Linked DNA regions of Mus musculus: region 2 is linked to region 1. A link is a contact called in public targeted proximity ligation data. All regions are on one chromosome and are shown on one strand. The core of a region is the stretch at or near the end of the contact, and the rest is flanking DNA. Distances in the headings are between cores, read along the strand shown. Region 1 holds the start of Dmrt3 (doublesex and mab-3 related transcription factor 3). Region 2 holds the start of Rfx3 (regulatory factor X, 3 (influences HLA class II expression)).

What was found.
Region 2: a contact with region 1 is called in a targeted proximity ligation map of astrocytes, with 6 times the contacts expected there. A contact is called at or near these places in 2 of 39 promoter capture datasets (liver and pre-B cells) and 1 of 130 datasets of targeted methods (astrocytes).

Annotation. Positions count from the first base shown.
Region 1 is chr19:25,607,758-25,613,134 of GRCm38.p6, reverse strand. It overlaps Dmrt3 (doublesex and mab-3 related transcription factor 3), which reads right to left and starts at 2,598. Exons shown (of 2, transcript NM_177360.3): 1 at 1,868-2,598. The coding sequence starts at 2,336.
Region 2 is chr19:28,009,191-28,014,567 of GRCm38.p6, reverse strand. Rfx3 (regulatory factor X, 3 (influences HLA class II expression)) reads left to right here and starts at 3,402. Exons shown (of 17, transcript NM_011265.3): 1 at 3,402-3,596.

The DNA.
Region 1 (5,377 bases), core at 1,349-3,848:
AGCACCCTTGAAATTCTTTGCCCCTTTTAATTCTCCTAAGGCTTGGGCCCTCCTGCCTCAACTTGGCCTCCTCAATGCCCTCATCCACCCCCTTTTCTCCTTGCTTTGGGTTTTGTTGGCTCTTTATACATTTTGGCTATGGAGAAGGACAACCCGTTGAGAACCACGCGATGCTAAAGGAGTCCCCTCTTGGACAGAGACCACAGAACTCAAGGTTAGTGCTCTTTAAGAGCTGCTGATAGGCAGCTGGGCACTGTAAAATAGCAAGTTGAATTTTTAACTCGACCTCTTCTTCTCTAGTCCAGGGGACTCCCAGAGCCAGGAAAACCAGGAACGGAAAATTAAAAGTGGGTAGCATGGAATTCTGGGACTAAGACCAAACACCCCTTCTTGTTCTCAGGACAAGCCCTCCTCCCACAATAGGCTCTAGTTTCTCTACTGTCAAATCCACAAATATAAGATGAGGGTCGTGGGGCGGTGCTTCTGAGACATGCTTATATGTTCCTTGTTAAATAGCCACAAAACCCAGCCAGCAAACTGCTTTCTGAACTTCAGGCCTACCGGGCACAATTGAGCCAGAAGGTAGGACAAACTGGCCAAGCTACCTACCACCTCACCACACACCAACAGTGAGTAGCCCCCCCAGACCCCCAGTTCAGCACAGTGCTCTGGGGTTCTCTGAAGAAGAGCAAGAGCTGTCATTGAGCAGCTGAGAAAGTAGAGACAGAGGCTCTAGCTACCAGAAAAACTACGGACCTTTCACTCCTAATTCCAGTACACCCCATTCCGAAGGAGATGGGCCTGTCTCCTTTGTACGTTTACCCAGTGAAGGGGAAACACCAAACTCCATTGAATTCCGGTTGCCAGGAGGCTGCGAGCGGCCAGGAGTAAAGCTAGAGGTTCCTCGGAGGAAAGAGAGGAAGAGGCTTAAAATAGGGGCAGCCGGACTCAGGGACTCAGGAAAGAGCCAGAAAGAGAGAACTAAGTAGAAACCGGGGTCTGCCCACTGTCAGGGCTCAGAACCCTGTTAACCCATCCCCAAAATCAGAGCATATCTGAACAGCGGGAAGCTAGATGGCCAGAAAGCCCCTCATTATTTCAGGCCAGGCCAACCCCGCAAAATCCTGGAAAGGCACTTGCTAGGTTTTCTCCACTGTAGGCCAAGTTTTGGTTTTAATTTCTTCACACCACAGCAGCCCGGGAAATGGCAATAAAGGACCAAAGAAGTAGTTCAGCAAAAGAGAGTTAAGTAGCTTCACTTTGGAGCCTTTTCCTTAGAGTTCTTAAAAGGCGCCTTTTTTTTTTTTTTTTTTTTCAAATTCTAAGTCTTGAGGCCTCTTAGCCTGGCTAAAAAAAACAAAACGACTCCTAGTTCCTTTAAGTAAGAGACAAAACGCCTGTTCCGGACCAAGCCAAGAATCACCTAGAAACAGCAAAGCACTGGGCCCTGACTGCTAGCCAGCACCTACTTACCCCCTCGCTCCAAGTGAGAGCCCCCACCCGTCTAAAACCCGCAGCCCGGATAACCCTCCTCATTGTGGTGTGTTTAAAGTCGGTCTTCCCCAAGACATCATTTTATTTTTAAAATTGACCTGCTATGTTCCCTTTCAACCCGGGGAAAGCCTCTGACGATAGGGACACAGCCAGGCGATCTGGTTGGCCCCTCTGGCGGGCTCCTGGGTTCCATCGGCTTCAGACTCTCGAGACCCCCTTTCCGGGAGAGTAAGAACCGGTGCCTGGTGGGGGTGGGGCAGGTCCAACCAGGTCCACTTCCCACAAACTTGTCTTCGGCCTTCCCCCACGATCCCGAAGAGCCCTCGAAGCTCCCTCATTCGGAGCGCGACCCCAGCGCCGCAGACGCTCTCACCTGGTTTAGCAAGCTGCGCTGGCAGCGTCCCGGGCTGGGGCTCCGCGACCCAGCGCAGCGCGGCGGCCGCGGCCAACTCCGCGGTGGGACGAGGCGGCGCGGGCGGCTGGGACGCTTGGGAGGCTGGCGACGACTGCGAGGCGGTAGCGGCGGTGGCCGCAGCGTCCCCCGGCGGCGGGGGCCCTGGCAGAGCCCGCAGCGAGTCCGGGATGAGGCTCTCCAGGCTCTCGTTGGCCTGCTGCCTGCGCAGCGCCACCTGCGCCGCCATCACCCGCTGCCGCTCGATGATCAGGATGCACTTCTCGCAGGTGCAGTCCTTGAAGCGACAGTAGCGCTTGTGGCCCTTGAGCCAGGACAGCACCCCGTGGTTCCGGCAGCGCGCGCACTTGGGCGTGCGCTGCAAGGGCGCCCGCGGCGGCTGCGACACCGGGCCGCCCATGTACAGGTAGGGGGAGCCGTAGCCGTTCATGCCCAGGGCTCCCCCCGGCCGGCGGCGGGAGCTGGAGCACAGAGCTCGGAGGCCCGCTCTCGGGAGGCCCCGGAAGGTCCGCGGCGGCCGGAGCTACGGCAGCAGTCTCCCCGGCTCCGATGGCGCTCGCAGCCCGCCGGTACCCACGCGTGCCGCCTCTCTGCCCGCCGCTCTCGGGGCGCAGGCTCCACCCGCAGGTCCTCCCACGCTGAGGCTCTCCAGCAGCTGCAAGGAGCCGGGGAGAGCTCTGATTACGGTCTGAGCCACTTCCTTCCCTGGTCCCTTCCTCGCAGACTGGACCCAGCACCTCCTCCGCCACCCTCCCCCCCCAGTCCCTCCTCCCTCCCGCCGCCACCCCCCCCCCAATCGGGGTCCCAGCCTCCTTGCGCTCCCCACGCGCTTTCCTCCTCCCTGGCAGGCACCCCTCGGGTTCCTGCACCTCACCTTCCCCGCCACCTGCAGCCTGGCCTCTCAGGCGGGGGCGCTCACAGCCCCCTCTGCCAAGCGCTCTGTTACCCCTTCCTGAGCCGGGAGGGACTGCGCCGCTGCGGTACCGCGGGAGCGCTGGGCGGACCGGGTGTGGGGCGGGGGACGATGGGGAGGGGGGTGGGTGTTTGTAAGCCAGCCGGCAGGCCTCTCCCCTACCCTCTCACGTCGCTCCAGCACTGGCCTCGAAGCACTGAGCCCTAGACCGCTTTCCTTCCCACCCTTGGCCTCAGCCATTCGGAGCTTGCGAGGGAATTGAGGGTACTCCGCAGGTCGGCCCCGGGAGAACCGGGTTTCAAGAACCGGAAAGTCTCCACCTGGCAAGAGGAATCAAAAGAGGGGTAGTAGTGATTCGGGAATTCTTCGCTTGGTTTTGCAATCTAGTTTCTTTTTCATTGCTACAGAAGAAAAATGAGTATTTTTTTTTTTAATCTGTCAGGCTTCAGGAAGACAACTCGTTTTATAGGGTAACTTCAATTTTCTACTTAACCTCCTCTTGTCTTTAAAATAAACAATCTCTGCCTTGAATGACCTCTCTGCCTTGGACTGCCAAGTGCTCTCTTGGATGTTTTTCTTAAGCACTGTTTAAACTTTCCGAGGGTGTAGGGAGAAGACACATTAGTGGCCCCAAAGTTACCTGGTATTTTGTTCACGCAAAGGCCACTGAATCAGCCAAGGTCCGGAATTGCCCAGTTCAAATCCCCACAGACGCTGTGTTTTACTTAAGAATAAGGAATAGACCCTACTCGTAACAATCTTTGCGTGACGATGAAGAGTCTCCTGTATAACCTTAGACTGCATAAGCCTTTTTTTTTTACAGCATAAATTTCGTTTATACTCTTTGCTTGTTTTCAGTATTGGTTTGTCCAATGTCGAGTATTACTACGTACGTGTAGAGAAGGCTGCCTTTTTTCACTCAACCAAGAAAACAACCGAACAAAAATCAAGGCATAAAGTAGGCTCAGGACCGCTTTAACAACTCAGTGGGAAGGAGCCAACGGAAGTCCCGGACGGTCTTTTAGCGGCCCCTGGGAACGTGCGCTCCGCTTCTTACTGTGTGGGTGAAAGTTAACGTAAACGGGTCTGCTGCGGTACCTGACTCCTGAACTGCACAGAGACCATAGTCTCTTTCTGGAGGTCGCTTTCCAGTGCCCAGCCCTACCGCCAGCCAAGGAAGAGAGCATCGCTGGCAATCTTGAGTTTGCTGTGAATTCTAGGACTGTGTCGTCCGAGGTTCAAGCAGCAAGCTCTCTGCCCAGAAGAGTGATTTGGAACCGGGAGAGAGCTTTGAACGCGGAATATAAATGTAGCTTTGTACCTTTTTTCCCCCTCGATGCCCTTAGCTACTCGGGTTTCAGGTGCGTGGAGGAGTTGATAGTTGTTCCGGGCTGACCTGCTGGGACTGGAAAGGAACCCCTTGCACACGAATGCTATCTCCAAGATAATTTCCCCAAAACTGCACGGAACCAGTACCCCTGGCTTTTGCCCTTTTCCCCCCACCCTTCTAACCTGGCCTCTTTCCACCCTTGGTCAGAAAAACAAGTTTCTAACTCTACAACTAGTAGGACTTTTGTAAATTGTGGAGACGGGGCACAAGGGTCACGCGTTGATCTTTGGGCCCCGAAACAGGGGGGAAAGGTACAGAAATCACTTTTTATGCTCTGCGAATGGCACGAATCTGGGAACTTGTACTGTTTCAATCTGAAATCTGTGCGTCTAAGAAAGACGAGGACCACGGACTTTTATCGAAGCTGAATTTCTCTTTAAATGGTCAGGGAAACAGATCAGGAAAATAAGAGTAACTAGTTTCTCTGGGGAAAGAGAGCAGCAGAGTTCTGCACCAGGTTTTTAGGGGACATTTTCATTCTCAAAGCAATCCCCTTTCCTTCCTGGGTCACCTAGCCACCCTATCCCAGTGCCACTCACACACTCTGGTATTATTTGGTACTGGGCCCCGTTTCACTCCAGTGCACATCGAGGGCCGAGATCTAAATACTCATTTGATATAGCGCGGTAATCCTTTTCTCATATTTGATGGGAATGTTTTCCATATCCCAGTATTTGACAACATCTCCCTATAGGGACAGGTTTGTATTTATGTTGGTAAAATGTCCCCTGCCTCAAAGTCTATTGTAACCCAACACCTGACAACCCCGAGTCCCATTTCTGTTTGCAGAAAGGGTTTATTCAAGCACATAATGGGATCCCAGCAGAAAGCCTTTCAGAACAAGGGGCTATGGTAAACTTCACCACATGAACTCCGTTTCCAGGGCTATTAAGCTTTTAATTGGAAAATAGCAGAGGAAATTTCAAGGTGACTATAACGTGTTAGCAGTTAGTTCAGAGAAGAAAAGCCCATGCGGGGATGAATGTAGAAAGCATATGGTCCGAATCACATTTAGGGGGCGCGGCCTGCTTCTACTAAGTCCCTGCAGCTTATGCATTTATGGGAAAAATCATCAAAGAAATTGGACAGGGAGGGGGAGGGTTACAAGTGAAAGTAACCTCACAGACGACACCCACTCCCAGCTCCTCTGAGTGGTGTGCTAGTGTTT
Region 2 (5,377 bases), core at 2,153-4,652, 2.4 Mb before region 1:
CAATTAGAAAGACAAATTTAGCAAAACACTTTTTCTCAGAATCAAAGCATGCTTTCAGTGGGGTACCCCAGAAGACAGTTAGAAAGTGTCTGAATCACTTGGGTCTCTCTTGTCACTTTTGGTATTTATCACATGTCCACTGAATCTCAGATCCAGAAACATCAATTAGCAATCATGATTCAGTAGCAGTGGGCATATCATAAGCACTTAGGAAAACATAGCAGAAAGGAAAACTTCATTTCACATTTGAGAATAAGATTCTGTTGTGTGTCTCAACTGAAGAAAACATGTAGTCTAATGGAAGATTTTAAAGCAGGGCAATTTCTGCTTTGTAAGCTATAGCATACGTTTTCAAAACTCCACTTTTTTTTTTTGAAGCAATGTCATGGGATGTCAGTATTTTATCTTTGCATACATATTTTGCTTTCTTTTACGCATGACGTTGGAATTCTTCATTAGTTCTTGAATATGTGGTAGGTGTCCATAGGAGGAAATATCCTAATCGATGATGTTGAAAATTTACCCTTAATAATATGCTATAGCAATTTGTACAGTATATACATAGGTAATCAGGGCTTCTTTTCTTCAAGTGGTTTAGACACAAATGTGTTCATCTATGCCTCTCACAATCACTACAACCTTACAGTGGAAACAAAGTTTAAAGGAAACAACTAAAATTCACAGAACAACTGAGCATTGTACAGATAACTATGTCTGCATCATTTCTGGAATACAGCAAAAAGCTGTTGCATTGACAATTTATTGCATTGTCAAGGAATGTAAAATACCTTTTTGAATGACGATTATATTTTTCATTGTAAAAAGCAATAGCTGTTAAGACCATGCTGCGTGTTTCCTAAGGCTCCCTAAAAAGTTATTTCTGATCTACCTGTATGATACATATGAAGATACAACCACACAGCTGTAAAAATGAGCTGAAAAGAGTTCCTGTCAGAACTACTGAGTAGCAAAAGGATTTGATATATGTATGCATATATAATCTATCATGCTTTGCATTCTATTGCTTGCATTGTAGCTTGGTGTTTTGAATTAGTATAATGGCAACACTGAAATTTATATATTAACCTTACTAGAACTAAAAGACATACCTCCAATTGTCATAAAAGGGAGAATATCCTGACTTAGTAAGAATTCATGCAAATAAAAGTATGCATCCTGAGAGTATAAAAAGATGGTACCAGAAGCTAGGAATAAAGAAGTCTCTAAATTGCTTGAAACTGACGTTACAATGTTCTAAGCGCAAAGGTCACACTCTTCCTAAAGGACACTGCCTCAAAGTATCTATTTATACCCTTGAGACAGTTTTGCCCAAGCTTCATTATGTGGTTTCCTTTCGTGCAGATTAAAAGCAGTAAATTAAAAGGGTGGGGGGAATAATAGAATGGTGCTCACTGACAGCGGTAAGGAGCAACAGCTGACAGTGGGGAGATGGGGAACCTAACAGACAATAGGGCTGCGCCAGCAAAGCTCTTCAGAGCCTTGAGGTGCCAGTCAGCAGTCCCAAACGTTTTCCTGAGGACTTGATCTGTAAACGTTGCAAAAGGACTATTCCAATCGTGAAGAGTTTTAACTGCTGTTGGGTACCACGGTGTCATTTTTGGCTATCACCACGACCTGTTTTAACTTTAGTCCTTGGCTTGTTTTTTTTTTTTTTTTTTTCTCTTTCTCTTATTAACTACTATATTATAACTTATAACCAAGAATAGAACTCATTATAACTATGAAATTATCAAAGCTTACAGTATTACTGCTAAATCTATTGTTCTAATAGTTGGTTTCTAAAATGTCTTTTACCTAGCATTTCATGGCACAGAGAGGCAAGATAAAATGACGGCTTGTTTTCCCTAAAATGAGAATATTATGTATCCAATAGAACAGGTGTCAGGATTAAATGAGATAATGTATGTAAAACACTTAGCACAAGGTCTGGGGCACAGAAAGAGAGCTCAGCCTTATTTTAACAGGGAACTCATGCTGGCCCAAATCCCTCATGTGCCGGTGCAAAAATTAAGCCTCAAGAGGAGAACTGACTTCTTAAGGCTCTACTTCCAGTATGTTATTGTCTTGGATAAGCTGCTTAGCTGCAAATGTTGGGAGATTTTGGGTATTGGCGGGCCTGGGGGCACGTGCCTGCTGGACTCCAGTATGAGGAGAATTGGACGAATATGCTTGAACCATGAGGTTTCAGAAGCTGTGCCTTATCAACTCGAGTTTGAGGTGCCAGGTTGTGTGCTAATAATGTTCTCCATGGACAGAAGCCGTTCCCGTGTCCAACACAGCTCAAGAACAAGCTACCCCCAGGCTGTTAAGAAACCGATGCCAGCTAATAGGGCGATTGGTCTAGCTGGGATCCATCCCGTCAACTCTGAAAGGGTAGAGCCCCTTAAGGACCTACCGAGGGCTACTCTGAAAGGTCTAACCCACCCCTGTAGGGACCCTCATCCTCGGAAAGCTCGAATTCCCTTCCCCTTGGCACTTCCTCCCGGTCCTGCAGGGTGCTAACTTGGCGTCTCGGTTCCGCAGGGAGGTAGCGGCCGCGCCGAGCGAGATGGGTCACCGTTCGCGCGCCCAGGCTCTCGCTCCCTAAGATGGCGGCGGGAGCACCGCTCACACCCCGCCGCCCGCGCTCCTCAGGACCCCGCGGCCTCGGGAGGCGCGAGAAAGCGGAATTCGATGGAGGGGAGGGCAAAGCCGAGACCCTGGAGGCCCGCGCCGGCCGCAGAGAGTCTGGGAAAGGGATCACCCGCGAGGCATAAACGACCGACCGGGAAACACCACACTGGCGACCACGGAGAGGGAGGGGAGAAAAAAAAAAAAAAAAAAAAAAAACCTGAGCGGGGCGGGGGGAAGAGAGGAGAGAGAGGGGAGGAGCGCAGCACATCCGGGATATTAGCTGGGGCCGCCCAGGAAATGACGTACGCCCCGGGGTGGAGCCCGCTCTTCAAAGTGGGGTCTGCCTCCGCGGTAGCGCGCGTCTCACACAGTGTTGGCTCCGTCGTCACTCCCCCTCCCCTGGCTTCGCGCTTTTCCTCTCGCGGCTGCGGGGCGGCTGGGCACAGAGCTGGCGGCAGAGGCAGGCGGGGCTCCTTTGACGGAAAGTAGCCCTCGCCTCCAGACCCTCAGCTTTCCCCGGCGTCCTCCGTCCCGTTCCTCCAGGCAGACTCGCCCTGACCCCGGGCCCGCCAAGTCTTAAAGCGCACCTCGGGGGAAAAACCGACGTCGGAATCCCGACCGCAGCCCCCCGCCCGGGCTCCGAGCTGTCAGTCACGGCGCCGAAGCCGCTTCTTCCGGCGCTCTCGGGCCCGCCCTCTCCCCTCCTCCCTCCCCCCCGCCCCTCCCCGCGCGAGTGTCTCCCTCTCCCTCGCTCCCTCTCTCTCTCCCTCTCTCTCTCTTTTGTGAGTTATAGCAACCGTTGCCTTGTGAATCAAGCGCCATAGTCACCGTAGTCCTGGCGACTGTTACCCATCAACAACAACTACTCCTCTCCTCCTCCTCCTCCTCTTCCTCCTCCTCCTCCTCCCCACCACCACCATCTCCATCACCCACCAACAACACCACAATAATCCACAGCCAAGGTGAATATTCTTCGGTCTCTCTACATGTGTGTGGGAGCGTGTGTGTCCGTGCGTGTGTTCGTGTGTGCGAGCGAGCGTGGCTGTGCGGGGTCTCCCTCCTGACACCGGCTGCGGCCGCTTGAGGGGCTCGGTCCCGGGGGCTTGTTTACAATGGACCCGCGCGCGGCGGGCTCGGGGGTGTGGGCGCCGCGCGCCTGCCCGCCCGGCCTCGGCGCTCGGGGATGGAGCGGGAGCCGGGGCTGCGGGGCGAGCGGGCTAGGAAGCCGCCGCTGTCCGTCGCGGGTGTTGGAGCGTCCCCCCCAGGTCCGCGGGCGCCCAGGAGGAGGGGCAGGTGGAGAGAAGGGGCTCGCTTTCTCCCTCTCTCTTTCTTTAATTCGCTGCTTTGCAAAGCTGCCTGGTGGCTGCTGCTTTCCAAATCGAAATAGACAGCAGTGAGCAGGGGGGGTCCCCAAAAGGTGCTGCGCTGTGGTGGTTGTTGTTCACTTGCGGGGCCTTGTTGGGGGTTTTGTTATTTTTATCCTGGTACCTCGGTGAACTTTTCCCGAAGCCCGCTCCCTTCGTTTCGGCCCCTCTGTGCCTGCTGCTGAACGGACTGCACTTATTTGACCATCACTGGCCTCACGGGATTCTTTTTTTTTTTTTTTCTTTTAAAACTGTATTTTTCTTTGTGCTGCAAACAGTCTTAATATCCATTCAGCAGTCTTCTCCCCCCTTCCCCCCATTTGCACACACATTGAAACTAGGGGGCCTCTGCTGCTCTTGAGAGATTTTTTTTTTAAGTCTGTTTCTCTGTTTCTCTTCTCTCCTCTTTCCTCTCTTGTCTCTCCTCTGTCTCCTCTCCCTCTCCTCTCTCTCTCTCCCCCCTCCCCTTTTCGGGTTTGTGTGTGTGTGTGTGTGTGTGTGTGTGTGTGCTTGTGATTTAAACCGGATGCAGGGCATCTGTGCTACTTTGGTTAGTGGCTACTGACAGCGCTTTATCCTTCATGTGGAGATGGGAGGGGTAGTCCTGAGGTTCTGTTTCACTTTGATGCACCTCCCTCCCCACAGGAGAGTGTTAACAATTTTCATTGTGGTTTAGACTTTGTCTGTGATGAACAGGAAAAGGATATAAGGAAGCTTTGTGAGAACTCAGTTCACAACGCTATTTGTGACAGTTATGGTACTTTGAGAGTTTTTTTTTTTTTTTTTTTCCTTCTCCCATCTTCATCTCTATTCCTTTCCCTTGGAGAGTTGAAATTGAAGTCAAGTTGTTCATAAAGAATGTATGAAGCTTCTCAACTTGAAACGTGTGTATATTTCACTTTCTTTGTGGCTGTTAAGATCTAGGCATGTGTGTACTTAACATATTCTTTTTTGTTGACTTTTTGGTTTTCTTTGGACAATGATTTAAACCTGTTCAGAAGAAAAAAAAAACTTCCTTTTAAAGTGTTTCTTTAGAGGAAATAGTTGCCCTTGTAGATCTGAATACTTACCAGTTATGAAGTAGTATCGTCTTGATTAGAACCTGGCTTTGCAGATCCTTAATTTGCTCATTTTCAGCATAACAATTAATAGGTTATCAGAAAAAAATTGATGATGATTGTGAGCTAAAACAAATAGATTGTACTATTATAGTGGCACATTGAAATTTCCAATTCATATTTTAAAGTGCTTATTTAAATAATCTTTCCAACAGCAAACATTTATTGATTTAACTGACAGAGCAGCCTGTGAATAATGTGACAGTATTAATTATTCTTGAGATTGTCAATGGAGAGGTTGGGTAATTATAATGCCATTAA